2 separate regions of the Sus scrofa genome follow, and region 1 is linked to region 2. The links are chromatin contacts, called in public Hi-C maps. All regions are on one chromosome and are shown on one strand. Each heading gives the region's core, a stretch centred on a gene start, on an enhancer-like site or on the middle of the called end of the contact. The rest is flanking DNA. Distances are from core to core; before and after follow the strand shown. Region 1 has its middle 180 kb from the start of TANK. Region 2 overlaps RBMS1 (RNA-binding motif, single-stranded-interacting protein 1).

Region 1 (3,326 bases), core at 721-3,220, 540 kb after region 2:
AACAAGAGTTGACCAAGTTCAAGAGCCTTGTTCAATAGTCCCTTCTAAGGACGGACTATCCTGTCCTTCCCTGGCAACTAGTGAGGGCTTCTCCTCCACAGCATTCAGCACTCTGGCCATTGACTCACTTGAACTCACCTTTCCAAGTTGCATGTAGATGTCTCCATAGCCTGTTGGTTTTTAAACTTCATTGTGTATCAGAATCACATAGAGGGTTTGTTAAAACTCAAATGCTCAGGCTTCACCCTCAGAGTTTCTGATGAAACTGTTTCTGGGATAGGACCTAGAATTTGCCTTTCTGACATGTTCTCAAGGGTTGCTGATGCTGCAGGTCCAAGGCTGACACTTTGAGAATGACTGTCCTAGGCAATGTTGTAAGACCTTCAGAAGCATAGAGAAGGGAAATAGGATGCCATACATCCAGATTTTAATGACAAACATGAAAGAGAAGGTCCTTATATTTGAACTGGGAGGGGGTTAAACAGAACCAGCTTGAGATGTCCTCTGGACATGGGCAATGGTACAAAACACTGAGGAAAAAAAAACGGTTTGAAAATTATGGTGTGTTTTATCCCGGGGTGTCTAAAACTACAGTTCCAACTGGGTATACTTGGTCTCCCTAGTTGTTTTTGTTTTGGCTTGGTTTGATTTTTTTCTTTTTTCAGCAGCACCCATGGCATACAGAAGTTCCCTGACCTATGATGGAATCCAAGTCCTTAACCACTAGGCCACCAGGGAACTCCTCCATAGTTTTATTAGCAAGTCTCTGCCCTAGAAATTTTCTGAATAGATCACACTGGGAAAAGACATCTTGAGTCATTTAGGTGTGCTGTTCCACCTTGGGGAACATGTTGATTCCCCAACCAAATGGCATACATGTTCACTGAAGGTCTGGCTTTTTTACAACTGTGTCACATTTAGCAGAAGGAAAATACTCCTGAGACCTAGTCTCCCCTTCTCTGACATCCTTAAATGGGTATCAAATATGTCTAATTCTAACTTGAGAGTTTGATGTCTATGCTATGTCATCATCTATAAATCAAAATACAAGGCAACAATTGATTGTACAGGTTCTAAGTTTAGGAGGCTTGACTTTGAATCTCAGCAATTTTATTTTCAAGTTGCATGACCTAGCACATTTACTAACCTCCCTGTCTCTCAGCTTCCACATGTTAAAAAAAAAAATTGAGTATAGTGTCTGCCTCACACCATTCTGGTAAAGATTAAATGAAAAGTTGCTAAAGCATTTGGCAAGGGTCTGACTTGTGGCACATAAATATTGCTGGCTCTTCTTTATAACAGCACTTAACATAATGCCTTTCACATAATTACATCTTTAATAAATGTTTTCTGGGGAGTAGAATTGTCACCAAATTTTGAAAGTCTCAAAAAGTAAGTAGGATATATCTACACACTCTCATCCTCTTCTCTTTCTGTGCCCATACCTTAACAATGACAGGAGCCAGAAATTTATACTGCCCGGGGCCTGAGCATGTGTCCCTCTAAACCCCTGTTCCAGATCCTGCTAACGAAATTTAAAGAATGTGACAGCAGGCCTCCGTTGTTGAGAAGAGGAAAACAGCAGTGGCAAGCTCCCAGAGATGTGGTCCCAGTAGGCATTCAAAACCTCTGGTATTCTTAGTTCCCACTTATCTGCTTATCTTGGGTTGAGCCTTTGTTGGGATTTAAAAAAAAAAAAAAAAATTTTTTTTTTAAAGCCAAGCGGCCTTGTGAAAACCAGCTTCTCAGTAAACTGTATAGGCACTTCCTGGTTACCCGTGATATGGGAATAACCTTTAAACTAGTTCCATTTCTGATCCTGGCTGGAAACAGGAAATGCATGGGGTACAGCTTTAAACAAAAACAAAAGGAGCAAAAGATAAACCAAATTATCCCAGGGTTCAGAAGAGGTTTATGCTAAGTGTTAGAAGGTTCAGATTTAGCGAATCCTCCCCCAGTTCGCCCATTCCAGAAATTCCTTTTGAGGGGTGGAGGCGGGGAGTGAAGGGTTGTGCTAAATTGCACAGCACTGCCATCTTCAGGGCCAATGGGGAAAATTTCTCAGGGTCATTCAGATAAATCATCCTCCCAAACGCTTCATTTAAATATAATCAGATGGTTAAAAATTTGACAACAGACAGACTGAAACAGATTTTTCTACTGTTTCCAATGTTTGAAAAGTCAGTAGACACAGTTTTTTGTGGTGTACGCACATTTAAAAAAATATTTGCTGATTGAAAAGCCATTTACAATAAATAGGAAAGTTTAAATAGCTCATACTGCATTGCCAAATGATGGGAGTAACACAGACATAAACATATTGTTCTAGAAAAAAAAATTCCTTAAAAAGAAAAGTATGAATCAAATGATTTCGAAGTGCTGTTGGAACAGATGGTGTGATTAACAACTAGCATGTAAGCCATCTCAGGAGCTTACAGAGAAGTAAACAAATGCAAGGGGAAAAATCATTTTATTCCCCCAAAGAGTGTTTAGTTCATTTCATTAGGAAAATTCAAAAGCCTGCAATTTGAAAGTTGGATAATCCTAAGGGATATTGGAAATAAGAAGTGAAGGGAGTCTTTTGGAACAAGACCACATCAAGACAAATGCTGATGCTCCACGCATGGCCAAGGATGGGGGAGAAGCTTAGGCTGTCGTTGTCATTCAAAATGCTGGAGGCAGGTGGTGCCATGCAGAGCACACTGGCCTTGAATTGAGAGGGCCAGGTTCTCATCCTGGCTTCTAGCACCACCTGCCTCTGACCTTGGGTCCATCCTTGATCTCTTCGGACCTCAGTTTCTTTGTTTGGAAAATAAGAGTGAGAACCAGATGAGCTATACAGCTGTGCTAGAAAACGTTAATGTGCACCTGGGGATCTCATTAAAATGCAGATTTTAACTCTTAGGCTCAGGGTAGGGTCTGAGTCTGAATTCCTTACCGGCTCCCAGGTAATGCTGACACTGCTGATCCACAGACCACATGTTTACTACCAGGGTTCCAAAATCCCTTACAGTGATGGTACTCACATCTTCTGATATACTAGGTTTGACTGAGAGCAAGGTGAAGAAGACCACGTGTCTACCTGCCAGATAGAATGACTCAGAAATGTGTATGGATACAAGAGCATAACGAACTTACCAAATGTTGAATTGATTTTAAAAGCAACTCAAGTATTTCTTTATATTACATAATAAAGAGCTCGAATTAACTCTTTGGGCAAGTGGTATGAGAGAATCTTGGGAATTCAATGCGGAGACCAAACATATGGGGATGAGATGAAGGGAAGCTGGGAGACTGAGAATCAACCAGCATCCACATGGAATATT
Region 2 (3,154 bases), core at 60-2,559:
AGGAGGACTGAGGAATGTGACATGATTATCTCTCTGGTGCTTATTTGACAAAATACATTTTACATATAATCTATAGTATGACCCTAATGATACAAGCTCCCACTCTCTTGTAAGGAACATGGGATGTGTTCCAGAACATGTGTAAAATACAAGACCAAGTCTTAAGTCAATACTAAGTACCCTTTTCCACTATTAAACTGTTCAGAGCTCAACTTATCAAAATATTTGTTTTTCTTTTACCTGGGTTGGCCCCCACCAGGCCAACACCAGCTCCAAACTGTATCCAAAGGAAAGCTATAACTGCCCCTTTACATCCAGCCCTACCCTGGGCTCACTGATTGCTCCAAGTCCCTGCTTGTTTCCTCTTCCAAACACCCTGACTCAGAAAGAAAGCAGGAAATGGCCTGAATCTGCAGCTGGCTTCCTAGAACTGATTCCGGGCCTTTCCCAAACCATGCACCCCACTTACAAAGGTGATGGGATGGGATGGGATGGAAATATATGCAACTGACGCAGGGTATGGGGTGTGGACAGGAATAAGCCCTTTTAGGTTCAGTAAATGAAAAACTAAATCTCCTTCTAGGTGCTGGGCATAAAACACAAGAGATGCTCAATCAGAAGAATCAGACAGAAGCTGCAATGAAAAGTCAGGAGATAATAACGAACCAGTATCTTTAAAGCTGACCAGTGAAACTGTGCAACTCTCCAGCATGAGCCCTGAATGGTGAACCTTAAAGGAAACAGAGACAGGAAGTGCATTCATTTTAAGCAGATGAAAACTTGAGGGATACAGCACCTATTCTAGTACCGTGTGTAACGAGATGCCTGTATCATTGGGCAATGACGATTATTTTGAGGGCTCATTTCTATAAATATTTTCATCCTGTTCCACGAGGAATCCATTACTGCTCATAGAACAATTACCTACAGTACCTCGAGATTTCCAATTCTCTGACACAGCATTGCATAAGGAGATGTTGCAGAACAGGAGAATAAGATGTAGAAAGGCACTTAAGGTCCTCAACAACACAAGCTGGAATAAACAGTGAGCTAATGAATGGGGAATTTATATTTCTAATGAGTGTACAATGGACATGTAGGCAGTTACGGTAAGAACCAGGAGAGAAGCCATGACAAGTGCCTGATTGCCAGGATAAACTTTTTAAATAACTGTCACAGTTTCTAAGGGCTTTCACCCACATATCTTCTCCAAAGCCTCATGACAATCCAGCAATGGAGATTGGTCCTATATTACAGAGGAAGGAAACTCACGCTAAGGGGAAAAGTGACTCATCTTTCCACAGCACGCAGGATCTCTGGTAGATGCTCAGTTAAAAAAAAATGAATCTGAGTCAGCGTCTGCCTGCAGCTCACTGGGTAGCCACTTCTAGTGAAAATGTGTGTTAAGGAAACTAGTTGGCTGAAATGGGAAAAGATTATTGTTACCAAAGAAAGCCAAGATTGGACCTGGGCCATGAAGAGTGGATTGGGCCGCAGAAATAAGGCAGCATAAACTTCTTTTGGGAAACAAAACATTTAAATCCAAAGTTCATCCTTTTGGTCACCCTTCCAGGCTAAGCTGAAAGCACAAGTTAAAAATTTATACTAAGAAAAGCAGAGACTCGAGATGATTTGGGGGAAAATACAACCCCAAATTATAGTCTTTCAGCCAAATAAGAAAGCTATGATGTATATCTCAGACTTTACCCTGGAATGGGGAAAACAAAAGGTACTTATTTCAGATAAAAAGGTCCAAAAACTTTCCAGCTAATCACCTAACAAAAAGCAAAATTATGATAATTAAATTCTACCTCAATCCTCCATGCAGAAGAAAGAGGAAGAAATGCCTAGAATCTAAAGAATATGATTTATATACATAGGGACAGTGGAGAGAAACGAGTAGTTTCTGAAGAAATGGCATGTGACCTCTTCATTGCCTGCAGAGAGGATGAGAGAATGTATAAGACATTATTTTTGGGAAAATATATATATATTTTAATGTAGGTATTTTATTATCAAACTAATCAACCAAGTGATAAAAAAGGGAAAGGCATTTAAGGATTTGCAGTACTGTCAGGCTTTACTCAGAATACAGAGTTGCAGGGAGAAAGAAGGCAGCACGAATGTCCAGGAGCATCCAATTCATCAAGTGGCTGGGCCTCTCTTATTGTTACAGCCAAGCAGCGAGGCTGGGACATGACAATTACAGGACAGCAACCTCCTAGGGAACTGTTTAAATTGCTGTATGTGAAAAATGGTAATGTGCTGGAGACAACAGTGACAATCAATTTTGTGACATGATCTGGCTCTTCTCTTGCCAAATGAAAAGAAGGAAAGCTAAGGTGTGCGTGTTCGAGGTTCCTTTTCATTTGTTCTCCTCAGGTGCAGAAGGCACAGGCTGGATCTTCCTAAGCCCTGGGCTAATTGGCCTTGCAATCCTGATGTAACTGTATCCCAGGCAGCCATGCCAATTAAAAACTTCCCAGTCAAGAAGGACTCTTTCCCCCAGGATCTTCATTATGCATGTGTACAACTACACGTGATGTCCACCGTTCTTGGTGCCCTCTCCTTTAGAGGGCACATGTATCAGGTGGAGTCATCCCGCCAGGCGTTCCAAGCCAGGTTGAATGATTTCTTTTTTAGGGTCTTCACGGCTGGCAGAGAGGATCCAGGTAGATGTAAAAAATATCATTTGGAATGGTCACCAAATCTGATATACTTCTGCTGAGACTACAAATTAGTTCAAACCTCTACCCAAAGCGAGTTAGGATATGCTGTCCTTTGTTGTTCTCTCCTGTTCCTTTACACTGAGCAGCTTGTGTCCGAGTGTAACACATCCTTGTTTTTCCTCTTCTAATAGAAATAACACACAGTATCTATCATGTGGGCAAAGATGATAACAACAACAACAAAAGAAAACCCCCAGGTTAGGGAGAAAAATGGCAGAAGAGGCATACACTCTGCTAAGAGCAAACTGGCCACACTTGGAGGGCACTGGGGAGCTAATGCAGAAAACCCTTTCTCCTTAGGAAATTATTATGATGTGTATAAAGATTCTGCAGCAAAGATTATATACAGAATAACTGTAAATAATCTAAATACTACGTAAACTGCAGCACAGTCATGGAATGGAAAAAAAACATGTCATCAATGA

Evidence for each region. Hi-C and Micro-C count contacts between places; a contact is called where the count stands out from the background.
Region 1: a contact with region 2 is called in a Hi-C map of embryonic fibroblasts, with 2.9 times the contacts expected there. The contact joins two enhancer-like sites. A contact is called at or near these places in 10 of 47 Hi-C or Micro-C datasets (brain, embryonic fibroblasts, fetal liver and 6 more) and 2 of 2 datasets of contacts at active chromatin or transcription factors (alveolar macrophages and skeletal muscle).

The regions. Positions count from the first base shown.
Region 1 is chr15:67,787,636-67,790,961 of Sscrofa11.1, forward strand. No RefSeq gene overlaps it. Among named protein-coding and RNA genes, the nearest start is that of TANK, 180 kb to the right of the region's middle. Within about 2 kb of position 1,971, at least 48 of the 83 cell types and tissues checked have an H3K27ac peak or open chromatin away from gene starts, as enhancers often do. A contact at or near this core is called in alveolar macrophages, embryonic fibroblasts and retroperitoneal adipose tissue, where this site is marked.
Region 2 is chr15:67,251,337-67,254,490 of Sscrofa11.1, forward strand. All of the region lies in intron 2 of RBMS1 (RNA-binding motif, single-stranded-interacting protein 1), which reads right to left. Among named protein-coding and RNA genes, the nearest start is that of ITGB6, 130 kb to the left of the region's middle. Within about 2 kb of position 1,310, at least 7 of the 83 cell types and tissues checked have an H3K27ac peak or open chromatin away from gene starts, as enhancers often do. A contact at or near this core is called in alveolar macrophages, embryonic fibroblasts and retroperitoneal adipose tissue, where this site is marked.